4 separate regions of the Zea mays genome follow, and all the other regions are linked to region 3. A link is a contact called in public Hi-C data. All regions are on one chromosome and are shown on one strand. The core of a region is the stretch at or near the end of the contact, and the rest is flanking DNA. Distances in the headings are between cores, read along the strand shown.

Region 1 (6,797 bases), core at 493-2,992, 170 kb before region 3:
GCGTCGTGCCGCGGCTTACGTGGGCCGTGCTCGTGCCTGCACCACGGGCCCACTTGGCAGCCCAAGCACGGCACGTGCACCGGGCCGGGCCGGGCTGGCACGGGCACGCCGGCCGTCGTGCCGGGTCGTGCCTTTCGCGTGCTTGGGCATGCCGGGCGCCGAGCTGCACCTAGGGCCGGCCCGTTTTGGACATGTATAGTGTCATTAGTGATTGGATCAAAGTTAATTATTGACTCCCTCTGAGTGTACGAATAAATATTTATAATAGATAGTTGAGAGCTTCGTCCCCATCCACCAATTGGAATTCTTGTCTTGCTATATGGTCCCCACGAGCAACTAGTTTGCACTGACGGCTATAATCTTCTTTCATTTTGGATAAAATTCGGTGTTCTAGTTTTATTTCGTTGACCAACCAATCGAGTGATTAACGCAACAAGCAGTTAGATAACATGTTGACAAATACCTCCATCCTAGAACAAAATTCGTTTTATCTTTTTAGTTGTTTCATACAATAAATAATATACTCATCTTATTTAAATTTTTATAAAAAAATCAAAGTCAAAATTAAAGTATATATTATATGCTAAACAATACTACGGTAAAAAATTATAATAATTATGATTTTTTAATAAGAAGAGTCGGTCAAATTTATGATAAAAAGTTAAATAAATTATAAATTGAAACAGAGAGAGTATTTATTGTAAATATGTGACTAGATTTATTACCATCCATTTAAACGTATATATAAAAAACAAGAGTTAAAATGTCTAATGTGAGAGTATATTTTACTCACAACAAATGAATTGAACCGAACAATAGGCATTACACGAAGGAGCAAACCAACTAAAACCAGGAACAACCTATGGAACTAAATAAGCTCGTCATCGAAGAATTCCATCTCACGTGTAGTAGGTTCCAAAATCTAAGCCACGATTCATTTACATCTCGATCCGAACCACAATCTGTGCACGCCACGCACGCTATACGAGCAGGTTGAGCAGCTGAGGCCCGGAGCCGCGACCACCGCCCGACTGCCGTGAACCTGCTTGGCTGCCATCGTCGTCGTCCAACGGCGGCAGGTTGAGGTCGGGCATGTCCCGGTCCGGCTGGGCGGGGCCGTCGCCGTCGTCGTCGTGCGCGGCCGGTGGCGGCGGGCCCTCGCCCCTGTGGCGGCGCATGTGGCCGCCGAGCGCCTGGCCCATGGAGAACTCGAGGCCGCAGACGGCGCACTCGTGCACCCGCGCCGCCGGCCTGTCGTCGTACCGCTCGGCCGGGTCGCCGACGAGCGTCCGCGCCTGCAGCCGCGTGTGGCTGGTGCGGTGCCCGCCCAGCGCCTGGAACGACGGGAACCGCTTGCTGCACGTCTTGCACTCGAACGCGCCCTCCGCCGCCGCGGCCGTGCCGGTGCCGGTGCCGGTGCCGGTGCCGCCCGTCGTCGTCGACGACAGCGTGAGCAGCGCGGCCTCGGAGTGCGCACGGAGGCCCTCCATCTCCTTGCTCTCTCCCGAGTCGTGTCTCGTAAGCGTCATGACCATCGAGAGAGATCGACGGAAGTTTGCTGACTCTCCTCTCCTTTATAATATTATTATACTACTGTGTATATATAGCTAGGAGTATATCATTAAGCAGCGAGCTGAAATTCCACACTCACGCGCACGTACGTGTTCAAATATAATAGTATAAACCGGGCCGAGCGCGCTTGCTTGTGGTTGTGGCCTGTGGGTGGGAGTTTGTGTGTGTGCGCAGTGCGCTGACTGGGGCAGGCGTATCTCAACTGTGATGGGAATGGAAGAGGCGTTCACGTCTGCGAACCGGTCGGCCAGGCCATCAGCTGAGCTGAGCTCTGCTTGGATGGAGGTGACGAGAGGCTTGGACACGAAGAAACGTGACGCGGTCGCACTCGTCGTGCATACCACCACACTTGGTCGCCACCCGCAGCGCCGCGCGCGCATCGGATCGGATCGGATCGGATCGGAACACGTGGTTAATTAGGCGCTTTTCGGCGGACAACTCGCTCGTTCAGACGGCTCTCCATGACGATCATCCTGCGCGAACGGACACGGGCGGGAACGTTTCATGCATGTGACGTCTCCTTACCCTGGTAGTTTGGTGAAGTAGTAGGCAACATGTATACCACTCCGCACACTCGCGTATAGATATAGACAGGGGTGGTAATTTCTGCACGCACGATTCGATTAAGCTCTTAAATTGATTTTGATTCAAAAATTATAGTGTAAAATTTAGTAGATGATCGATCGGGTGCGTGTTCATCATCGAGAGTCATCGCGACCCACGCGTACATTCGTACGAAGCCTGTACACATGCTTATCCATTCTAATTGACTACTACTCATTATTCCGTGCGCGTAACACGTGCATATCTTGACGAATAATCCAAAGGCCGGCGGCGGACGTGACGTGAGCTGTGATGCACGGATGCGCGAAGCAGGCGAGAGGCCAAGCAACAGGCGCCGCCGACGAGCCGTCGCTTGCTTGGCCTGTGCGCGCGGCAGCTGACAGATAGACTTGTAAAAGCCGACGCCGTCGACGCGGAATTCCGGGCTCGCCTTCGCCTCTCGGTCTCGGTCTCTGTCTCGGTCTCGGCTAGCTTAAGCTTAAGCTTCGTGTGGCTGACGTTTTTTTTCTCGCTGGGTTACCGTCGTGTGCGCTTTTCTTGGGCTGGAAGCTGAGTACAATTCCCCGCAGCGATTTCTTGGAGGGAGTGTCCTCTCTGGCTGGTCCGAGAGGTTTCTTGGTCAGAACTCAGAACGCACAGAATCTGGATTCTGGACGATAGCAGAGCCAGGCACTGGTACGCGAGTCAACTTGGGCTTTCGTCTGTACAGTAGATTTTTGATGTGGACTTGTACACGTCCTCATTAGAGCATGTCCAAATGAATGTGTAAACTAACCCTAAAACAAATATTAGTAAAAATTAGTGTTTTTTCTTATTCCAACAGCTTCCTCAATTTTCTCCTAAAAAATTCGCGTTCCGCATCTACAGCCTCCTCTCTATAGGTGTACATTCGGGCCGCCCGGCCCGGCCCGGCCCAAGCCCAAAAAGGCCCGTATTGTTTGAATTTCGGGCCGATCCGACCCGTTTGAATTTCGGGCCGTGCCGGGCCGGCCCATGGGCCTAGCCTTCGGCCCACGGCCCGGCCCGTAATTGCTTAAACTTGCCGGGCTCATTTCGGGCGGCCCGAAATTATAAAAGCCCGAAATTCAATTTTTGGCCCGAAATTCACATTAGGGCCCGAAATTCAATTTTTGGCCCGAAATTCAGTTTTTAGCCCACAATTCACATTAGAGCCCTAAATTCAAAAAATAATAAAACAAATAAAAGATAAGACAAATAAATTTGAACAAAATCAAACTTAATATTTGTATTAATTAAAGTTACCACAGCTATGCAATGACTACCTCATTTATAAATCATTTGTTAGAAGGAAAAAGAGTATAATCAGCTCTATACAAAGTTCGTAAGTTCAGTTTATTGTCTAATGTTCATAACAAAAGCAAAAATTACATCACACACTCTAATTCAAAGCTACAAAAAATATCTAACTAGCATTATCTCTAGCTTTATGTTCTTTATCAAGTATATGAAAGTGTGAAATTAAGTGTGGTTTTAATAAATATATGAGCCTTTTCGTGCCTCTATATGGGCCATTTCGTGCCTGCCTTAAACGGGCCGTGTCCGTGCCCGCCCATGGGCCGTGACCTCGGCCCAAACCCGGCCCGATATAACGGGCCGTGCCGGCCCGGCACTAAATTATTTCGGGTCGTGCCGTGCCTGGACCATGCTTTTTTTCCGTGCTTCGGGCCGGCTGAAAGTCGCCTAGAGGGGGGGTGGATAGGCGAAACCTGAAAATTAAAACTTTATCCCCCAACTAGATCCTTTGATTAGTGGTTAGAACAAGATGAACAATTATCGGAGTATAAAAACTAAGTTCTTGCTGGTAAAGAGTATAGCTTTCAAATAAAGCGGAAGTGATAAATCAATACAACTAATAATTCTATGATAACAAAGCAAGAAAGCTTAGATGAAAAAGAGCACTAACTCAAGTTCTTTTCTTGCGGAGTGTTGCTTCACTTAAATGAGATTTTAACTTGAAGCAACACCAAATGATATGAGCAAAGAATAGTGCAAGAGAACTTAGAGTAAGGGAAAGCAAACAAATCACAAGCAAAAGCACAATGAACACGGGTGATTTGTTTTACCGAGGTTCGGCCCTCGAAGGCCTAGTCCCCGTTGAGGAGTCCACTTAAGGACGGGTCTTTTTCAACCCTTTCCCTCTCTCCCGATCACACAAGGATCGGCGAGCTCTTCTTCTTCTCAAGGATCACTCTCGATCCCACAAGGACCACCACAATCTTTGGTGTCTCTTGCTAGCTTTTACAAGCCTCCAACACTTTGGAGGAAGTTTGAATGGGAGTCAAAACTCCACGCGCAAATGAACACAAAGATGAAGCATACACTATCTCTCAATGAATCTCACAAGGCACTAGGGCTAAACTCAATTGAGTAGCTCTCAATTGCTCGCTCTCTCTTTTGTGGCACTTGTGTTGGTTGTAGTGGGCTAGATCTTGTGTATAGGATGTATCAATGAATATATGTGGTTGGGAGGGCTTGAGTATGTCAACTAGATGACTTGGAATGTTGCTTGGACTCCCACCCCTTGAAGTGGCCGGTTGGGGTGGTATTTATAGCCACCATCCAAAAACTAGCCGTTGATGAAGTCTGCTGGCGATGGGCGCACCGGACAGTCCGGTGCACACCGGACATGTCCGGTGCCCCAGCCACGTCATCCTATCCGTTGGGGTTGGAGCGGTCGACCGTTGGAGGCTTTGTCCTCATGTGGCACCGGACAGTCCGGTGCACACCGGACAGTCCGGTGCCTCTCTGATCCTCTGCTCTGACTCCTGCCGCGTGTACTGTTCTGCACTGTTTACTGTCAGAGTCGACCGTTGGGCACAGATGACCGTTGCTCCGCTGGCACACCGGACAGTCCGGTGCACACCGGACAGTCCGGTGCACACCGGACAGTCCGGTGAATTTTAGCGGAGCAGTCTTCGTGAAATCCCGAGGCTGCCGAGTTCCTGAGGCCGCGTTCCGTTGGAGCACCGGACACTGTCCGGTGTACACCGGACAGTCCGGTGAATTATAGCGCGCCGGCCCCAGACTTTCCCGAAGGTGGCGAGTTTGAGTCTGAGTTCCCTGGTGCACCGGACAGGTACTGTTCACTGTCCGGTGGCACACCGGACAGTCCGGTGCGCCAGACCAGGGGTGCCTTCGGTTGCCCCTTTGCTCCTTTCTTTTGACTTTTGTCTTGTTCTTTTTATTGGTTTTATGTTGAGTCTTGGGCACCTGTAGAACATATAATCTAGAGCAAACTAATTAGTCCAATTGTTTGTGTTGGACATTCAATCACCAAAATCATTTAGGAAAAGGTTTAAAGCCTATTTCCCTTTCAATCTCCCCCTTTTTGGTGATTGATGCCAACACAAACCAAAGCAGAAATATAAGAGCATAATTGAACTAGTTTGCCTACGGTAAGTGCAAAGATTGCTTGGAATTTAAACCAATATTGATTTCATAAGATATGCATGAATGGTTCTTTCTTATTTAGTATTTTGGACCACGATTGCACCACATGTTTTGTTTTTGCAAATTCTTTTTGTAAATCCATTTCAAAGATCTTTTGCAAATAGTCAAGGGTAAATGAATAAGAGTTTGTAAAGCATTTTCAAGATTTGAAATATTCTCCCCCTGTTTCAAATGCTTTTCCTTTGACTTAACAAAACTCCCCCTAAAAGAGATCCACCTCTTAGTGTTCAAGAGGGTTTTGATATACCATTTTTGAAATACTACTTTTTCCCTTTTTTTGAACATAATAGGATACCAAATGATAAATACTTTTGGAAAGCACTAAGTTTTTGAATTTGGTGGTGGTGGTGCGGTCCTTTTGCTTTGGGCTCATTTCTCCCCCTTTTTGGCATGAATCGCCAAAAACGGAATCATTAGAGCCCTTGAAGTGCTATCTTCCCCTTTGGGCATAAATAAATGAGTTAAGATTATACTAAAGGCGAGGTTCGGTCTTTTAGCTTTGGGCTCTTACTCTCTTCCAGAGACGAAGTCCTTTTCTTTGATGCTCATTTCTCCCCCAAAGAATAGAGAGTTGCTTGGAGTGATGGCGAAGTATGATTTACGGAGTGGAAGCCTTTGTTTTCGCCGAAGACTCCATTTCCCTTTCAATCTACGACTTAGCATAGTAATATATTTGGAAACATATTAGTCGTAGTCATGGTACGGGAATAATAGGATATATGCATTTGTACCAAAATGAAAGAGATATGATCAAGAGATATGTCAATTAAGTATGATCAAAGTTCTATATAATATAGATTTCTCCCCCTAAATATGTGCCTTGAGAGGAATACATATTTTGGCCTTAAATGCCAAGTGCACATAATTAGGTTAATGAGAACAAGTCTATATCATAGAGAAAGTGAAGTGCATTGTGTCATAGTATATGAGTGATGCTCAAGACAGTTTATGCACTTATGAAAGCATGTTGCAGATATTTTAAGCATTTTCCTTTAAGGATTTCAAAGAGACTTAAGGACCATCCACCTTTGGAACAAAGGCAGCTTATCCTCGTTACAAGGTTAAGCTTTAAGCTCTTTGACAATAGAATCACTTCATCTAGTTTTAGCAAAGATGCAATAATGCATGAGTGAAATTTTAAGAGGTTAAACTAGGTATGAAGCAGGGATAAAATGCATGGACATGCTTTC
Region 2 (6,798 bases), core at 1,819-4,318, 130 kb after region 3:
TGCCATCATTATCAATGGCGTTCCAGATTTGCCCTCTGATTTTCATAACTGGTTCTCAATCTGTAGTAAAAAAAATGACGCAGAAACTCAGGAGAGTGCGGAAGTTTTTTTGAGACACTAAAATTATGTCGGGAAAGTGGCCAAGTATGACAGTGAAAGCAACTGGTACAATGCCATTTATGGTGACAGAGACCAGGAAGACGAATGGCGTGAACTTGAGGAAGTTCTACTGCCATTGGACATAACTGTTCCACTCAAAACACTTGTTATGAACAAGTGCAAACCTAATGTGCCAGGTTTACTTCCAGCTTCTGTGTCCAATGACATGAGCGGCCAGTCAGTGACTGCTAATATTCAGCCTAGAAAAAAGTGGCAGGCCTCCAAAAAAACAGGAATGCACCTGGAAATTCTCAGAGCGCCCAAAACACACCAGGTTCTCTGACGCTTGTGCCAGTGCAAGATGATACGCTAGAGCCTTCTAGGAAACAGAACAGCACCCTCGCAAATCGCAATGCAATGACAGCTCAGGCAGAAAATACTTTAGTAGTACAATAGTTCAACAGTTACATCTACTGGAGATCTTTACGTTTGTCTAACGGAGTTAGTAGTCGAGCTACTATCCTTTTCCCCCTCTTTCCCTTGCGAAATACGAAACAAATCGTTCTACACAGTTGGATTATTAAACAAATGTTGTCTTATATTCGGTTTAAGAAGTACCTCACAACTTCCGTTGTAGTCTAGTTGGTCAGGATATTCAGCTCTCACCCGAAAGACCCGGGTTCAAGTCCCGGCAACGGAATTTTTTTCGATTTTCTCATTTTTTTTAATCTCTATGGTGTTGGGCATGGCAAGCTGCAGCCTGCAGGTGACCGGGCGACGGGGAATCTCGCGTGGATGTGGCCACTCCGCTGCAGATGCAGCTGTACGACCACCGAGTGTTGCTGCTGGGCATACGGGCTAGAGGTAGGTCGGCCGGCACAGTGACCGACACAGGCCTTGTACCTTTATTTTTTAGCAACACACAAGCATTGTATTGTAGCTTGTAGTACTAACCTGATGTCTGATGATGCCTGGTACTAGGAAGGCCGGTTGATCGATTCAAGTGCCTTATAAATAGCGGAGGTCTCTCGTGTGCAAGCCCATTATCGAGACTACTTAGGCAGCCCGATGGCCGTTAAGATGGCCACTAGGGAAGGCTAAGAAGGCTTCAATCGGGCTCACTCAGATACGATTCAACAGCTGCTTAGATTAACAAAGTCCTAATATTTCCATCTATGTTCCGTGCATCTTGTTGTCAGTTGCCACCTTGCCACTTCACCACGCTTCCTTTTCGAGCTTTGAAAGCACAAAGGCACTCGGAAATGAACATCTTTGTGTCGTAGTCATGGTGATGCCGCATCTGCAGTGTGCCTCATGCGTCCCGCGTGAACCAGAAATGAGTGGTGTCACGTCTTGCTAGGCTGCTAGCACTATCGTGCCCCGTCTTTATACGGCCAGTCAAGATAAAAGTGCCGTGAGAGTTTTACAGATATCAATTAAATAACAACGCATGATATAGTACAAATAAAAATAGTATGATTAAAACTGTATGAGATAAATTAAGTTTTATAGGTATAAAGCTTTTGTATTGTTTTTAACATCTTATAGTTTTTGAAATATGGACACGACAGGTCTAGCAATTTTGCAGCCCACCTGAAAGCTCCGTCTCACACCAGGTACTGGTAGGCTTGTGTAGTGGTAGTAGTACTAGTATGACCTATCACCGGGCCCGCCATGGGTGCGATGCCGATGCGCACAGAAACCTTAAAAGCTCCCAAAAAAAGGATCATTGCTCTGATGCCCACAGCCCACACGGCACACGCACTACGGCGCGCCGCCGCCAGCAACCCAGCTGAGCCTCCCTCCAATCAACCACCCCTGAGTCCCTGACTGCGCATTTTCGCCATGTGATCCACGCTCTCCCGACCAAACTGCTCCGTGCTCCCCCGGACCCTCCATGCAGGCATGCAGGCATGCAGCAACGCGGTCCGTGTGGGCTGCAATTATTTGGGTGCAAGCCATCTTTCTTATCTTCGGACAGGATCTGTCAGTGGTCGCGTGTGCTGGTGCTGGATTTGTTTTGTGCCCGCCAGATTCTTTCGGTCACCACTTCCGTCCATTATGCGTACTCCATCCGACCTATAAAAAAATATAATCTCAAAGCAGTGTTATGCGCTAGTATGTTTAATTTGGTTTAATTTATATAAACGCCATTGAAATCTTTTTTAGACGGAGATAGTTAAAAAAAGAAAATAAATGGTGAATGGTTTATGGGACAACGTTCCTTTCCTCTTCTCCGTTGTGCCTCTTGAGACTACTGGAATGCGCTGACACGCCCAATAGAAAAAAACATGCCCCGGTAAGGCGGTGATCCGAGTCCGATGCAAACTCACAACGCCTCTCGGGCAACCCACGGATCAGGATGCTCTGCAACTGGGACAACCTCTGCGTAGCTAATTCATAAACTAACGTTGCGCATATAATAACAAAAGAGAGACTACTGGTAATGCTTTACATTTGGTGGCCTTTCCGATGATTCAGATTGGCCTGCATTTCTTATATAAAGAGCACCTGCCTATTTTTTATTACAGGGATGCAAAGGAGCACCTGGCTATTTCTTATATCGAGATCTCAACAGTGCGAAGATAACTACAACAAAAGCGGGTCGTATTTATTCAGTGATAATACTACAGCTAGGCCAGTGCAGTGCCTCAACAATAGGTTCTCTGTTCCTTGCTAACTGGCCCACCACTGTTCCCTTCATGGTGGGTGAGACGAGGAAAAAGGCAGCGCAACGAAGAAGACAGTGAGGTGGCGCTGCAGAGTGGCCAGTGGTCCTGCACTGCTCCCACTCCCACTCCCACTCGCTCCCAAGTTGCAAAAGAGACAGAGACTACGCACATGGCTCAAAACATTTGCGAAGTCCCCAGTCCCCACCCAGGTCTACTCTGGAGAAAACAAAGGAGAAGGCGCGTTCCCACCTTCCAAAGCAACGTGTGTGAAGACTGGCTATATAAACCACGTCCGCATTGCACGCTCCCATCCATCCAGCTCGCGACCAGAGCAGCGACAGCGAGAGAGAGAAGCAACGGAGAGAGGGGCCAGCTCAAGAGGAAGGAAGCAAGCAAGAAGGAAACAAGGAAGGAAGCAAGCAAGCAATCGGAGCGATGGAGCACGGGTACCCCTGCAACGGCTGCGGCAAGGAGAAGCGGCCGCCGCTCAAGAGGGGCCAGCTCAAGCTGCAGATCGCCAGGACCCTGCTCGGCAGCCTCGCGGCGCCGGTCGCCAAGAACCGGGACCGCGGCTTCGGGAGATAGATAGGCCGTGCCGTGGTAGCAGTAGTAGAGTAGTAGTTAGCTGAGGACATGCGTCGGCCGACTGGTGGACTGTGCCGTCTGTGCTTTTGTTCTTCCTCTTCTTCTTTTAAGAAAGAGCGTGTTGCCGTCAGGTTTTGCTCTGTTCTTTCTCCTTCCGCAGGCCTCTTGCTCACCTTCTTCAGCCGCCTCTCTTGGTTGGCTGGCTCGTACTAGAACGGAAACGCCAGGCAGCTTAAGAGCCCTGTTCCTCCTGAATGAAGCAACGCACGCACGTAGAGCGAGAAAGCAACACAACCGTCCGGAAACATCTTGTGTTTTTCTATGTAGTATCCTCTTGAACAAAAGGAGACGCCACCAGAGCATTCGATTCCTGCCCTGGGGCGACATTTACGCCTTTATTTGGCATGACAATTTGGCCTGATTTCTATTTGCCATGAGGGCATAAGCTAGGCTAATCCCTCCCCAACTAACACTGATGCTTCGAGTGACCCCTCCCCCAACTAACTCTGGACAGGTGCGCGGGTGGTGATGAGTGTCGCGAGTGCGAGAAGACAAGTGACGCAGGTCCCACTACCCAGCCCACTAGCAACAACAGAGAGATGAGAGAACCACATGCATGGCTCAAAACAAGTCCGCAGCTTAATTTATTCCCCGACCGTAGGAACCACATGCATGACCCAATTCCCTCCCATCAACACGCATTCAGATGAAAACGAACGTGCCCAAAGGATGGAGAGAAACCAAACAACACTACCGAACTAGTTGTGCGAAGATAATTCACTTTGAACTCAGCTGTTTATGATATATATTATGTATAAATTGGTGTATTTGAGACTATCCCTTGTTAGTTGGTAATTGTACTACGTGGTTCGTCTTTTCTATTTATACATGTGTAGAATCTCTTGGTGTAGTCTTCTTAGCTTCTAGAAAAAACTAGCTGCTAAAGGTCATAGCCGACTGTTTAAGCATGGGAGCAATATAGGTTATCATTATTTGGCTAATGATTTGGCGGATAATTTATGAACCTTGGCTGATTCGTTCGTCCAACTCTCCTGAGCTCAATTGATTTCACAGTTTCTCATCTGAATTTGAGCAGTATCTACTGTGAATTTGAGTATAGAAAACTGAGTGGTGGCTGGCTCCATTTCCTGCCCTTAACTGAACGCATGCCCTTATGAAACAGAGTGGTCATGAGCCTGCCGCATGCGCGCGAAGCACAGCTCACCTGTTCGCAGAGCGCGAGTGCGTGCCATGTGATGACGGGTTAGGTCTTGATTCTCTGCAAGTCTGGTAGCCTTTGGGTTGATGTCAATCAACTTGTACTTGCTATGTGTATCTGATAATTTAATAAGCATTCGTTGTCCTGCTAGATATCAGAGATCTTACCATCGCGATCGAATCCCCTCAAAAAGCGATCTATACTTGTTTTGATTAAAGCAAAGCCACAATGCATGCACATCATCCCCCTGCTAATCATTGCAATAGAAGCACGGAGTGGTGGCTGGCCTAAAAATTCGAGGAGTAGGTATTTTATTAAACATTCTGCCAAGATACCACTTGCCACATCATAGCGCCACACAGAAATGACATTACAACCAGCCTATGTGTTTTTTACATGGACAGTTTAGTGGACTTGACATGGACAGTTTGATTAAAGGTTTGCAGGATGATATGGCTATAGTAGAAAATGATATGAATAGTTAGCGGGAGATTATATGGATGGTTGAGATAGAACCGATAGCGGGGATTAGCTTTATAAGAGAGATATTAAAAGTAGTAACTGCGCTTAGTAAAGATGATGTGGATAACTTGAATTAAGAGGCTGAAAGTTTATAGGATGGCATGGCTATTAGCAGTAGATGATATGGAAACTTAGTGAGAGATGACTTGCGTGTTCAGATAGAACTTATAATAGTGAAATTTGGTTTTTATAAGAGATATAGATAAAGTTATTGTATCACTGTATGTATAAGATATATGCCAATAAACCTAGACAAGATCGATGATATCAGAATCCAATACAAAACTACTCCATTCCTCCCAAATTAATTACACATCTTGTTTTCCAACAGGTTAGATTTGTAAAACATTTTACTAGATTTTTACAAACTATTATCACGTTTATATCTTCTAATATATTTATTATAATAATATAAAATTTTATTATGTATCATAAATATGATATATATAATCAAACTTAAAAACCAATTGAATTTTAAAAGAAGTGAGATGCATTGTTATCTTTTGAGACAGAGGCAGCAATAAAATATTAGATGGAATTATACGAGGATGTGACGTAGTGTGAGGTGAAAGCCTTGTACATTGGTAGATTAAAAATTGCAAGTGCACTTAATAGAAGATGTAGATTAGCTTGCACGCGAATATATAGGAGATGGTAGGTCACCCAGCACAGGATGATACATGGATAGTTTGTAAGTGAAGATGGAAAAGATATGCCTTGTTCGGTTATTCCCAATACACATGGATTAGATGAGATTGGAAAAAATTAAGAAGAAATTTGACTTGTTTGGGATTCAAACCCATCCAATCCTACTCAATCCACATGGATTGAGAGCTAACCGAACAAGCCCTTAGTGGGTTTGTTTCTATAAGAGATGCAGATTTACTGGATGATGAGTGATATATGCGCAATGATTAAGAGCACTAAGTAAGTTAATATATAGCTTAATTAGTCTGATACATAGAGATGTTAGTGACATCTGCTTGTGATGTATATCCAATATGAACTATTTGAGTATGCCTAGATTCACATGGACGTATCTGTGACGGTTTGCAGTGTCGGGCTTCGTTTCCGTGCCGCTCTTCAGTTCAGTCTACACCGAATCCGAACTCCGAACCGACGCACTGCAAGTTTTTGGGCATCAGATGCGCATGCGCCAAACCGGCGTGACTCGCCTGCCGTTTGACTGCTTGACCGACCGCCGCTGCATTCCTCATCCATCCGCGGCCGGCGAATCGGCGCAGTGAGGATCACCATGAGGCATTCCTGTTCTGCTCTCTAGGGGTGTAAACGGTACAGATATTATCCGACCATCTGACCGTCCGAAGAGGCTAATTATTCGGTTGAATAGGTTTTTTCGGATATCCGCAGAATTTTCGGATTTCGGATTCGAATTCGGATACTACAGTTCGGATATCGGATACGGATATGGTATGACTGATATCCGTCGGATTTCGGATATCCGGATATCTTCTCGGATAACTATCCGGATTTCATATTTCGGATATCCGGACATCTACCCAGATATCTTACCAGATTTCAGATTTCAGATATTCGGATAGTTACATGTGAAATCACCCTAAATATCCAAGTTTCAACATAATCAATACTTCACTTTATCATTTTCATATCAGGATTTGAGGTTATGTTCTTATATAATGTTTATTGTTCCTGGTAAAATATTTGCAATTTTCGATCGAT
Region 3 (6,950 bases), core at 3,270-5,769:
GATGTTTTATCTGTGACACTGGCTGATTTAGGGGCTGTTTAGTTCGTGGCTAAATGTGTCACATTTTGCCTAAGGTTAGTCGTTCGAATTGGAGAACTAACCTTAAGCAGAAAAGTTATGCAAAGTGTGGCAAGTTAGACATCAAACCAAATAGGCCTTTACCGTCTCTGACGTACGCTTCACCTGCCCCGCCGCTGGATCGCCTACCTGCAATGCACCCTTTAACATCAGGCAGCCGTGTTTTCGTCATCCTCATCTAATCCAATCCAATCCATCAACCCCAAAACTCTTTGCAAATCACTTATATTTAGCTAAGCGACATAGTCCTGCATCCGTACAGGGAAAAAAACAAGTCTAGGTGAAATTTTCGATAGAAACCTGACTTGGATTAAGTTTGTATGTTCGCTGTCATAGGCAACTATCTACTATATATGTCCTTTAAGGGCTTGTTCGGTTACACCAATCCAGAAGGAGATTTGAGGGGTTTAAATCCTCTCCTAATCAAAATTTTTTTTGAAGGATCAGGAGGGGGAAACCCCTACTGCGCATTTTATTAGGAAGCGAAAATTAAAGGTTAGGCCCTGGTCCTAGTCAAAATTGACTAGGAGAGAATTTAAACCTCTCAAATCTCCTTCTGGATTGGTGTAACCGAATATGCCCTAATTTGTTTCATGTTGCCTTTCTTTTGTTGAACTATATATGTAAGACGGTCGGTCCGGTGCGAGTTTGTTGAGCGACGGTTGACCTGCACGGCACGTCGACTTGTCCATGCATCGCATGCGTGCATGCATTACGTCACGCCTGGTCTCAAAGAGAGATTTTTTTTATTAAGGCAAGAAGAGCACAGGAAGCAGTGTCGAGCGAGACGCAGGCAGCAGGTCTTTGCCGTCTCGGTATCAGACTCTCTGCCTCGCCGGTTTGGTTTGGTGCGGTGCAGTTCATCTAAATTCTACTTGTACAGGGCCTTGGCCGTCCACGCCGTGTGCCGCCGATCGCATACAGACAGGGTACGCGCTCTGCTTGCTTTCCATTGGAAATCCGTTTGCCCAACAAGCAACGACCTCTGCAGAGGTCCAGACCAGGAAATGCGTCGTGCGTGCATGCATGTGGCCTCCTCCGATGACGATAATAATATCGGACGACCATGTCAAGTCTCTCTGTACTGTACAGACTTGATGCTACCAGCTGCTGCCTGCGTTGCGGAAGGAACACGGATGTCACGACTCGTTAATTAATGACCCGCAAGTACCGGTATGACCCCTCTGGTCTGGATATAATGCACCTAACTGTAATCGACCATAATCCCCTAGTACTGTACTGTAGCAACAGAAAAACATTATGTTAATGATGTGCTGCTCCATGGCATCTATGAGTGTCACGTGAAGAACACCGAGACGGATGAGAAGATCGATTAGGTGCGGCTTGTCCTTCCCGTAGTTTGGATTTTAACAAGGGTTATGCTTTGTTCGTCAATGAAAAACAGTAAAACACTATGATCTTCCAAACTCTAGGAAACATGGAAGTTGGATGCTTTGCTCGTCAACTTGACCGTCTTCTTCAGAATTTAGAGAAACACTAGAACATAACAGAGTACATGGTTCTCCTCACAACTTAATACTACTGCGCGCTGAAGCAGCGGAGCTACAAAAGAACAGTCACATCTTATAAATCCTTCGTCTTTGGACACATATATAAACACGAACAAAAAGCTAGTTAGTGCACGTGCACCCAGGCGTATGTGTATACTTGCAAAACGACTTATTTCTATCATCAAATCACCAGAAAAGAAAGAAAGAAAAAGAACGTGAACAATCACCACCTAATAATTAACTACGTACGTCTTCTTTCACCCGGGCCTCCTTCGGCAACGCTTGCTTTCTCCCCATGGGCCATGTCCAGCCAGCTTCCACCTTTCAAATGTACAACGGCGCGCACACGCACGCGCAAGTCCGCAGTCCGTGCCGTGGCGCGATCACCTCCTCTTGTTCTTGCTGCCGAGCACGAGGCTGAAGTAGAAGAGGATCCGGAAGAGGAACCCCCAAGCCATGGTGACGAGCAGGCACTCCCACTTGCCGAGCTGCGTCACCGCCGCCTGCTGCAGCACGCCGCGGCCCGTGACCACGCACGTGTCGGCGCCGATCCCCACCCCGAGCGCCGAGCTGATGGACGCGAGCACCCGGGCCTTCACCGCGTCCGGCAGCCCCGCCAGCGGGGAGTTGTCGAAGATCTGCGCGCCCCGCACGAAGCACTCGCCGCCCCGGCCGAACTCGTTCTGCAGCACGCCCTCGAACGGGTACTTGATCAGCGACAGGTAGTGGAACCAGATCCAGTAGGGCGGGATCCTGTCCCGGGTGATGAAGAAGCCGCTGAAGAGCAGGAAGTAGGCGAGGATGGCGACCACCACGGTGTAGCCGATCATCACGTGCGGTATCACCCCGGAGAGGAACGTGACGAAGCCGCTGCCCGCCCAGAACGACGCCAGGATGGCCAGCGTGTAGAAGGCGAACCCGGGCACGCCGCCCGCGAGCCCGACGGCGAAGAAGGTTGTGAGGGCGAAGGCGAGGGAGAGGACCACGAGCGGCGGGAAGGAGACGAGTGCGTTGGAGAGCACGTAGGACGCGCGCCGGTACGCGCCGTAGGCCGTCTCGCGCAGGAACACGTAGCGCTCCTGGAGGAACACCGGCAGCGCGTCGGCGCAGGTGTAGTACATGGTGGACATGGCGAACGCGAAGAAGCCCAGCCGCTCCTGCGCCCCCTTGGGGGACTGGTCCAGCCGGAAGAAGACGGTGGCGAGGATCGCGCCGGTGACCACCACGGCCCCGAGGCGTATGAGGAACAGCTCGGGCATGCGCCGCGTGTTGATCGCTGACCGCTTCGTCAGCACCTTCATCTCCACCCAGAACGGGTTGGCGTAGGTGCGCACGGACGCGGCCTCCCCGGCCACGTCCGAGCCCGACACCAGCTTCCCGCGCGAAATGCTCGCGCTGATGGCCTCCTTGAGCGACATCGCCGAGCCGCCGTCCCCTTGGGCAGCCGCAGGGCTCGTCGTCCGCGCGTGCATGAGCTGCCACGTGCGCTGGAAGTCGACGAGCGGCTTGGTCCCCGTGGGCGACGACTCCAGCTCGCGGATCAGGTCGAGCGCGAACTCGGCGCGGTTCTCGTCGTCGGGCACCGGGAAGCCGAACTCGGCGAAGTAGGACGGCAGCGCGGAAGGCGGGCCGCTGAAGACCGTGCGGCCACCGGAGAGCAGGATGAGGCGGTCGAGGAGGCCGAGGATGCGCTGGCTCGGCTGGTGGATGGACGTGATGACAATGCTGCCGCTCTCGGCGATGCGGCGGAGCACCTTGACGACCATGAACGCGGAGGTGGAGTCGAGCCCCGACGTGGGCTCGTCGAGGAACAGGAGGATGGGGTCGTGGATGATGTCGGTGCCGATGGACACCCTGCGGCGCTCTCCCCCGGACACCCCGCGGTGGCCCTCGTCGCCGATGATGGTGCCGGCCGCGGCGCGGAGGCCGAGCTGGTCGATGAGCGCCTGCACGCGCGCGCGCTTCTTGGCGGGCGACAGCGCCCGCGGGAGGCGAAACTCGGCGGCGAAGGAGAGCGTCTCGGCGACGGTGAGCATGGGGAACAGCAGGTCGTCCTGCATGACGTACGCGGAGATGGACTTGAGGACGGCGCCCGTGAGGGGCTCCCCGTTGAGCGTGACGGCGCCCTTGAGCGCGTCCCGGGAGATGCGGTGCGCCAGCGCGTCGATGAGCGTGGACTTGCCGGAGCCGCTGGCGCCCATGACGGCCAGGATCTCGCCCTCCCTCGCGTCCCCGGAGACGCCGTCCAGCAGCGCCCTGGTGGTGACGCGGTCGGAGCGGCGCTGCAGGGGCAGCAGGCCGGGGCCAGGGCCGCCGCGCCCGTGCTGCTTGGCGCGGACGCTGTAGGTCAGGCTGCTGAACGCCAGGCGGAAGTGCACGGTCCGTCCGATGGCCGTCGCGCCGGCGACTCCCGCCACCGCGTCACGGTCGGGCGTGGTGGTGGCGTGCGGCAGCGGCAGCGAGAACGCGGACGCGGAGCCGTCATCGTCCGCCGGGTCGACGGTGGCGGCGCCGACGAGGCGGAGCATCTCGGCGAGGGACGGGTTCCGGCCCCTCTCCCGCGCGGGCGGGGGCGAGGCTAGGAACGGGAGGCGGTCCTGCACGGCGGGCGCCATCGCATGCGAGCACGCAGCCTCGCGATCGAAAACCCGTGGTGTACGTACGTGCTGCTGGCTGCACTTTCTCTGCCCACTCACTGGCGCAAAAGCGAGCGAGCCGAGCTTAAGTAAAGGGAGGGCGGGTGTGGTGGGTCCAGTAGGTCGTTCGGTCCAGTGTGGCTTCCAGGAGAGGACGAGAAGGTGCAGCAGACTTGGGGAGGCGTGGAGCTCAAGCTTGAAGGCCGCTTGGGGGCGTTGTCGTCAGTGGTCACGGCGGGAGAATGGTGGGAGGAGGAAACGGTCTAGGGGTCGGAGAGAGGCGTCCGCGGGGCTGATGGTGTGTGTAGGAGACGGGATGGTGGCCAACGCGCGGGCGGGGTCGTGGTGTTGCCGCTGCCGGCGGGGGAGTGCATGGTCAGCGGGGACCGGGGGGAGGGTGGGTTTGCTGGCTTCCACGTCGAATCGGTGCGATTTAGGTTGGGTGGGTGACGAGAGACGGAGGATTTAGGAAGAAAACAGCAACTTGCGTGCACTGGGCAATGCAATAGTGCATGTACATTCATTGGGGGCGTTGCAATCCACACGTTCCTGTGCTCTAAGCATGCAGAAAAAAAATGCCTTGTTTCGGTAGCTTGTCGAAAACAACACTTGATGTTTAAAATACGTAGCCTTGGCATAGCTGCACCGTACAGTTAGTTCGGCTAGATCTTCTAGACCTGCTGGTTTACGTAACATGTTGCATACGGTGGCAGTGTTCTATAGAAGCGCGTTGACAAGAAAAAGTGTAACGTTAGGTTCGACATCTGTTGACCACGTACATTTGGATGTTTAGATGTCAGAAATACGATACCGAGTTGGTAAGCAAATAACCCCAAGACGACGGTGGCAGGGTGCTAGGCTGCCATTGATTATTTGTTTTTATATAAATATTATTAAGTAGAATAAGAGTACTCATTATGATGACCTTATGGCAGCAGGTGCAGTATATATGAGGCGGACCGTGTGCCGTGATGGTAAACCAATTTGGTTACGAAGTTATAGAGCATTTCGCTGTTTCAAATGTATGCATCTCAGTCGTTACCCTATCCATATGCCGTGTAAAAAGCAGCCAAGAACTTGCTCTGACGAAGGTGCTAAAAACGAATGTTCTCTACTGCACCGCCCACATAATGAACATTGCAGCCTGCAGGGTTGGTGGTGTATAAATTTTTAGGCGGCTTCGTTGCCAGTACATGTCGCTCGGAATAAGGCGCAACAAGGTAACAAGGTAGCGATGAAAACCGTTTTCAAAAATTCTGTAACCGGAGCCCCGTAATTGTTTCATATCTGTAAAGACAACATTATTTTCGAAAATTACTGTTTTTAATTTTGAATTTCTTCAGATATCTATCAACACCGTATTTAGTCGCCGACAGGTAGATTAATTATAAAGTCAGATAAACTTCTAACCGACCGGCGATCGTTTTCGACTTCCCTACCCACATGCCAATGGCTACGCGCATATACAGAAACTAGCTACGAAGCGGTAAAGCCTATAAAAGCGCATCCGCTTATCCGCATTGGAAAGCGGAAAGCAACGCGTAACCGCGGTACAAAAGTCTCCTGCATAGTTGCGTGATCGCGTCACCTGAGGCAAACGCAACGAATGGAAAGCGAAAACCATAGACATCCATAAATCCTCATCCCACGATGCATGCCGACCAGCTTCGGGCTCGCAACGGCGATCGCATGCGCTTGCACAAGTGCACAGCCCCCACTCCCCCTCCCCCAGGCCCCAAGAGGCAGGCATGAGAATAGACGGGTCCGTCCCTACGTTCCACACAGGCAGGTCCGACCGAGTCGGTCTGTTGAAAAACTGGTTTTGGCCCCCATCCCATCCCTCCGTTCCGTTGCCTCGGGCGCAGGGTGGCGGTGCCTTTGCGCGCCTCATCTGCCGCGCCGCAGCCGCTCGGACCTGGCATCACGCGACGCCATCACTGTGCCACGCGCGGCACGGAACCAAGAACCCCCCGCCAACCTTGCCGTCCGCCTCTTCTCGGCGGCGGCGTGGTAGCCGCCCGCAGGGCACTGCTTCCCCGCACCCCTGTGGCCTGTGGGGGGTGGACTGAAACTGAAGTTAACTACCGACAGGAACAGGACACCGCCGGCCAATCAGGCGGACCACAAGCAGAACGGCCCGCCCATCAGGATCTGGCCCTGCATGGGACTGGGTGGATACGATACGCCGCGCGTGGCATCAGGCTGTGGCACGCCGCGTGAGGGGCGGTGGATACGCCGCGCCAGCGCGGTGCACCTTGCCTGACCCTGCCCGGCATTCTGGCACTGGTACGGCTTATATTTCTAACAGATGCGTACAGTAGATTATCACCTACAACCTTAACGAAATGCATTGTAATTAACGAACCTCTGCTAAAAAATAAATTTGAAGGATGGTTCTATTAACCATCTCTATGAATATAATCATCTATAGAAACGATTTCTATAACCGAACCGCCTCAAAAATATAGAAGAAGTATCAGTGATGAATATGTTATGAAACCGTGGCTGAAATTCATTAACAAATGTAGTACTCGTAGTCAAAACGGGTCCAAAAATAACCTCCCTACAAACACCCGTCTTCGTTGCGTGCAGTTGTTCATGCATGACTATAGCTGTTCATGTCATTATTGAACTTATTTGGAGGTAAGAAATTGCAAAAGAGAGAGAGAGAGAGAGAGAGAGAGAGAGCAAGAGAGAATTGTCCTTTGAACCTTTGAAGGAGTTT
Region 4 (6,575 bases), core at 3,036-5,535, 150 kb after region 3:
TACAACCAAGGGATGAGCGATATGCCACCAAAGGTAATCTATCATGATGTCATTTGTGTGTGAAACAATGCTACAATGAATATTTCATCTCACTAAACAAGGCAAGAAAGTTTACTTATTGCATTATTCACTGACATACTCTTGTTACATATATTTGGTTCAGCATGGAGTTTACAACCAAGCGATGAATGATATGCCGACACAGGTAATCTATCATACTATCATTTGTCAGTAAAACAATGCTACAATGAATATTTCATGTCACTAAACATGTCATGAAATTTTACTTATTGCATTATTCAGTAACATTCTCTTGTTACTTATAGTTAGTTCAACATGGAGTTTACAACCAAGAGATGGATGATATGCTGCCACAGGTAGTCTATCATGTTGTCATTTGTCAGTGAAATAATGCTACATCGAAATTACATCACACTAAACATGGTACAAAATCACACTTATTGAATTATTCACTAACATACTTTTGTTTCTTACAGTTGGTTCAACATGGAGTTTACAACCAAGGGATGAGTGATATGTCGCCACAGGTAATCTATCATGTTGTCATTCGTCTATGAAACAATGTTACAACAAATATTTCATCTCACTTAACATGGCGCAAAATTTCACTTCTTGCATTATTCACTCACATACTCTTGTTACTTACAGTTGGTTCAACATGGAGGTTACAACCAAGAGATGGATGATATGACGCCACAGGTGGTCTATCATGTTGTCGTTTGTTAGTGAAAGAATTCTACATCTAATACTACATCTCATTAAACATGGCACAAAATTCCACTTATTGCATTATTCACTGACACACTATTGTTTCCTATAGTTGGTTCCGCACGGAGTTTACAACCAAGGGATGAGCGATATGCTGCCACAGGTAATCTATCATATTTTCATTTGTCTATGAAACAATGGTACAACGAATATTTCATCTCACTTAACATGGCACGAAATTTCACTTATTGCATTATTGACTCACATACTCTTGTTACTTATAGTTGGTTCAACATGGAGTTCACAACCAAGAGATGGACGATATGCCGCCACAGGTAATATATCATGTTGTCATTTGTCAATAAAACAATGCTACAACGAATATTTCATCTCACTTAGCATGGAATTTTTTTCACTTGTTGCATTATTCGTTGACATACTCTTGTTACTTACAGTTGGTTCAACATGGAGTTTACAACCAAGAGATCAATGATATGCAGCCACAGGTAATCTATCATGTTGTCATTTGTCAATAAAACAATGCTACAACAAATATTTCATCTCACTAAACATGGCATGAAATTTCATTTATTGTATTATTCACTAACATACTTTTGTTACTTACAGTTGGTTCAACATGGACTTTACAATGGAGAAATGGATGATATGCCGCCACAGGTAGTCTATCATGTTGTCAATTGTCAGTGAAACAATGCTACATCAAACATTACATCTCACTAAACATGGCACAAAATTCCACTTATTGCGTTATTCAATGACATACCCCAGATACCCTTGTTTCTTATAGTTGGTTCAGCATGTAGTTTACAACCAAAGGATGAACGATATGGTGCCACATGTAATCTATCACGTTGTCATTTGTCTATGAAACAATGCTACAATGAATATTTCATATCACTTAACGTGGCATGAAATTTCACTTATTGCATTATTCATTGACATACTCTTGTTACTTACAGTTGGTTCAACATGGAGTTGACAACCAAGAGATGGACGATATGCCACCACATGTAATCTATCATGTTGTCATTTATCAGTAAAACAATGCTACAACGGATATTTCATCTCACTTAACATGACACAAAATTTAACTTGTTGCATTATTCACTAACATACTCTTGTTGCTTACAGTTGGTCCAACATGGAGTTTACAACCAAGAGGTGGACAATATGGTGCCACATGTAATCTATCATGTTGTCATTTGTTAATAAAACAATGCTACAATGAATATTTCATCTCACTAAACATGGCATGAAATTTCACTTGTTGCATTATTCACTAACATACTCTTGTTTCCTATAGTTGGTTCAGCATGGAGTTTACAACCAAGGGATGAGCGATATGCTGCCACAGGTAGTTTATCGTGTTGTCATTTGTAAGGGAAACAATGCTACAACAAATATTCCATGTCACTTAACATGGCACTGAATTTCACTTATTGCATTATTCACCGGCATACTCTTGTTACTTACAGTTGGTTCCACATGGAGTTTACAACCAAGAGATGGATAATATAACGCCACAGGTAGTCTATCATATTGTCTTTTGTCAGTAAAATAGTGCTACAATGAATATTTCATCTCACTTAACATGGCACAAAATTTTGCTTATTGTATTATTCGCTGACATACTCTTGTTGCTTACATTTGGTTCAGCATGGAGTTTACAACCAAGGGATGGACGATATGCCGCCACAGGTAATCTATCATGCTGTCATTTGTCAGTAAAACGAAGCTACAATGAATATTTCATCTTACTAAACATGGCTAGAAATTTTACTTATTGCATTATTCACTGACATACTCTTGTTACTTATAGTTGGTTCAACATGGAGTTTACAACCAAGGGATGGACGATATTTCGCCACAGGTAATCTATCATTCTATCATTTATCAGTAAAACAATTATATAATGAATATTTCATCTCACTAAACATGGCACAAAATTTCACTTATTGTGTTATTCACTCACATACTCTTGTTACTTACAGTTGGTTCAACATGGAGTTTGCAACCAAGGGATGGTCGATATGCAACTGCAGGTAATCTATCATGTTATCATTTGTCAGTAAAATAATGCTACAATAAATATTTCATCTCAATAAACACTGCTCAAAATTTCATTTATTGGATTATTCGCTGGCATACTCTTATTGTTTACAGTTTGTTCAACATGGAGTTTGCAACCAAGGGATGGACGATATACCTCCACAGGTAATCTATCATGTTGTAATTTGTCAATAAAACAACGCTACAACGAATATTTCATCTCACTAAACATGACATGGAATTTCACTTATTGCATTATTCACCAGCAATTTTCTCTATATGCACTCAATACCTCATTGGGGATACTTAATAAAGGGTTGTGTGCCCAACCGGATAGAGTGTGCCTTTTTCTCTTATTATCTACTATATAAAGTACTAGTTTATACCGTTATGTGTCATCACTTTTTCAAAAAACCCTACATTTAATTGTAATCATCTTGTGGTCCAAACATCCCATCTCGGCTCCCTGTCGCTATGCCACCATTGCGATGCTCCTAATCCGTCCCCAAGTCAGTTCGATGTGGATAGTAGCGTCAATTTACTGAACCACACGTTAGCTAGAGTTACGGTTTTGAGGGTTCGCGCTAGGATTTGACCGCACGATGGGGTGGTTGCGAGGGGGCTGAGTTCTAGCAACGACGACACCAGACACGTGTCTGTGCATGTTCTCTTTCTATGCTTTGTCATTTTATTTTGCAACACGCGCTCTGAAAGCGTTGAGCTAACGGGTGGGGATACGACAGACTTGTATTCATATTACATTCTCATTCTTTACTTGTTTTAATAAGTGTCCACGTACTCAATTGGCGTGTTTGGTTGCCGCTCCAGCAGCGTCCAAGCTCACCATATGTGTTGACCGTGTATGTGCTTGTGATTGGTTACCTGCATGCAACGATGCGAGCTCGCACACGCACATGTAGCCCAATTACATTTCTCACCTTCAGTCTGCATACGTGGAGATCCGAGGAGAGCTTCTCTGCTCGACCAGGCTGGCTCGCGCCAGGCGCTCCTTAGTGCACCAACCAATCATGTGGAATGTAACCCTAAAAATGTCTTAATTATGATAGTAGCAAAGTAGTTATAAAATTACAGCAAAATATACATCTCATGTGTGTTGTGTATTCTGGACTTTACCAGTTGGACTTGATTATTATAGTAGCATATGTTATCTTTTCATATGAACTTTTCATTCTAAGAGATTATTCTTGAGATCATATCTATACCAAACCTTTTTAAAAATTTTGTGTGTGTTTCATTTTCAGCTAAGAGATGTTAACCTACTAGAAGATACTGGGGTAAATAACCTTGGACCCGCTTTTTTAAGAGAATGTGAGTTGTGCCATTCTATTTAATTATATAATTCTTTGGTTTAAGAATTTTATATGTTTCTTTGCTTGCTTTCAATAATATTTCTACCAGGAACAACTTGTCTTACCGAAAAGAATATTTAGATATCTTACCAAACACTAAATATTTAGATAAATCAGAGTTGGCTACTTGGCTCATAGTCCCAAGGCTTTTCCCACGTCCAAAGGCCATGTTCCGTCGATCCTCCCCCTCCCCCTCCTACAGCGACGCTCTCATGCACAACCACGCCGCGAGCTTCTCCGCGCCGCTGCCCGTCACCGTCACCGTCCCCGTCCCAGCCCAGAACCCCCGGGGCGCCGCGGCCGGCGGGTACCTCGACGGCAATGTCGGCGCCTTCTCGTCGCCTCCGTCGTCGTACTACAACTACAACAACATCCAGAGGAGCGTCAGCTCGCACTCGCTCCCGATGCGCCTCCAGCCGGGCGACGTGTCCCTCGGCGGCCGTGGCTTCTACTCGCCGTCTTCACCGTCCGCGCACCAGCTGACGACGACGCTTCCGCCGCTCTCGTCCTCCCCGTCCTCCTCCTCCGGCGAACTCTTCGAGTTCACCTCGCCGTGCCCCGTCCGCCGCGTATTCAGCACCGGCGATCTCCAGGTACTGCGTCGCGTCCATCGTGCATCTCAACCGTTCAGAGCTGCGTCCGATACTCCGATCCACGGCAACAAATAAAAAAAAAACTGAAACTCCGCTGGTGTGCTGTGCTGGCAATGAGAACAGGGGATGAACGGGTCGTCGCCGCCGCGCCCGGTGCCGTCGGCCGACGGCTGCGGCCACGAGGGTGGCGGGACGTTCTCTCAGAAGGTCGCCCGGTACAGCGCCGTGGAGAGGAAAGAGCGGATCGAGCGCTACCGTGTGAAACGGCACCAGAGAAACTTCAACAAGAAGATCACTGTAATAATCCATCGCAGCATCTCCCTCCCTTCCCCTGCGAATGACCGATTTGCTTTGCTCTGTCGCGCGCCGCTCTCTCTCTCTCTCTCTCTCTCTCTCTCTCTCTCTCTGTCTGTGTGTGTGTGTGTGTGTGTCCAAGCATCCATTCGTGCCAACTAACGTTCGACCTCAACGCGCTGGTCCTCGCAGTATGCCTGCAGAAAGACGCTGGCGGACAGCCGCCCGCGGGTGAAGGGCCGCTTCGCAAGGAACGGCGAGGTCGACGCCGATGCCGACGAGCGCGAGGCGTCCGACAACAGCTACGAGTACGGCAGCAGCCGCGACGAGCTGGGCAACGGCAGCGTCTACAGCACCACGGGGAGCTGCTACGATGGCGACAACGGCGAGTGGTGGTGGCGGCCACCCGGGGCCGCCGCCGCCGCGGCCGGCGACGATGCTCAGCGGCAGCGGCAGGTCGGCTTCGACGATGACGACGAGCTCTGGGCGACCCTCGACGACCTGGTCTCGTAGGCTGCGATCGCCTGCACGCTGCAGGCTACAGGCCAGTCACCGGTCACCAGGCGAGTAGCGCGCCAGGGGCGATGGGACGAACGCGACGCGACGTGGCGTTGGTGTCCGGTGCACGCGCGAGCACTCCACTCAGGCTCCGCTGGATCGGCGGGGGCGCCGGTGCGCGCGCGGCGCAGTGCGGTGTGGTCGGCGTCGTTGACCTTCCCCTTGTGTACGATGCGATCGATTGCCTTGTAAACTTTTAGCCCAGAAACATCATGACGCAACAGAGAGAGAGAAAAAAAACTTCAGAAACATGCGTCCTGTCCGTCGTCTCTAATTAATTAATGTCGTTTGGCACTGAGAACAGCTTGTGCTCCGTGAGATCCTTGTGACTTCCACAAATCAGCTGATTGAACTAGCCTGAGGATGTTTTGCGCCCTAGCTACAAGTCGTCGTAGTTTCCGTCGTTGTGCGTGTCTGCTGGCGCTGCACTTATTTTAAGACTTGGAAAATGGCGCGTATCACATGATCCGTCAGTGACAGGACATGTCATGTCACGGCAGTTTGCTCACCCGTGGGGGCTGCGACTTCTCCCGGTGTCGCGGGAGATGGATGGCATTGGCAGGCAGGTGGCACTGCGATTGGGATTATAGATGTTCAAACGGGGGCACGGCCCGATCCAACTCGAGCCTGACTTGGTCTAGCTCGTTTGAGCCCGGCCCGTTTGAGCCCGGCCACTTAACCGTACCATGCCGCCGACGAGCTCATACCTCTTCCCAAGCACGGCACGGTGGAGGCCCGATCGTGCCGGACCGGCCCGAATAGCACGACCCATTTAGTAGCCCGTGCTGGTCCGAGCCCGCAAACGCAAAACTTGAATTGGAAGCGACGACGAAACAGGCAAGAATTCCGCATGCAAATTAAAACTGGCCTCACCTTGGGAATGAAAGGATCGGGGAGCGAGCAATCGAGATCACCGCGCGCGCAAGCAATTGTGCAGCGGATTAATTTAATCAGCCAAGAC

The links. Hi-C and Micro-C count contacts between places; a contact is called where the count stands out from the background.
Region 1: a contact with region 3 is called in a Hi-C map of leaf, with 3 times the contacts expected there. The contact joins the promoter of LOC103637538 here to the promoter of LOC103636522 in region 3. A contact is called at or near these places in 3 of 25 Hi-C or Micro-C datasets (ear, leaf and root tip).
Region 2: a Hi-C map of ear shows a contact between it and region 3, with 3 times the contacts expected there. The contact joins the promoter of LOC118473182 here to the promoter of LOC103636522 in region 3. A contact is called at or near these places in 11 of 25 Hi-C or Micro-C datasets (bundle sheath, ear, endosperm and 3 more) and 1 of 3 datasets of contacts at active chromatin or transcription factors (leaf).
Region 4: a contact with region 3 is called in a Hi-C map of root tip, with 2.3 times the contacts expected there. The contact joins the promoter of LOC118473184 here to the promoter of LOC103636522 in region 3. A contact is called at or near these places in 2 of 25 Hi-C or Micro-C datasets (leaf and root tip).

What each region holds. Positions count from the first base shown.
Region 1 is chr8:175,563,532-175,570,328 of Zm-B73-REFERENCE-NAM-5.0, forward strand. LOC103637538 (zinc finger protein ZAT8) reads right to left here and starts at 1,743. Exons shown (of 1, transcript XM_008659704.4): 1 at 714-1,743. The coding sequence starts at 1,535. The coding sequence ends at 981.
Region 2 is chr8:175,865,032-175,871,829 of Zm-B73-REFERENCE-NAM-5.0, forward strand. It overlaps LOC118473182, which reads left to right and starts at 3,069. Exons shown (of 1, transcript XM_035961939.1): 1 at 3,069-3,725. The coding sequence starts at 3,207. The coding sequence ends at 3,356. TRNAE-CUC (transfer RNA glutamic acid (anticodon CUC)) reads left to right here and starts at 727; the gene lies at 727-799.
Region 3 is chr8:175,731,755-175,738,704 of Zm-B73-REFERENCE-NAM-5.0, forward strand. LOC103636522 (ABC transporter G family member 16) reads right to left here and starts at 4,520. Exons shown (of 1, transcript XM_008658865.2): 1 at 1,599-4,520. The coding sequence starts at 4,204. The coding sequence ends at 1,973.
Region 4 is chr8:175,883,550-175,890,124 of Zm-B73-REFERENCE-NAM-5.0, forward strand. LOC118473184 reads left to right here and starts at 4,286. Exons shown (of 3, transcript XM_035961940.1): 1 at 4,286-4,762; 2 at 4,886-5,059; 3 at 5,249-6,575. The coding sequence starts at 4,337. The coding sequence ends at 5,569. It overlaps LOC100278921, which reads left to right. Exons shown (of 24, transcript NM_001399251.1): 7 at 1-33; 8 at 164-205; 9 at 327-377; 10 at 498-548; 11 at 670-720; 12 at 842-892; 13 at 1,014-1,064; 14 at 1,185-1,235; 15 at 1,357-1,407; 16 at 1,710-1,760; 17 at 1,882-1,932; 18 at 2,054-2,104; 19 at 2,226-2,276; 20 at 2,407-2,448; 4 more. The coding sequence ends at 4,151.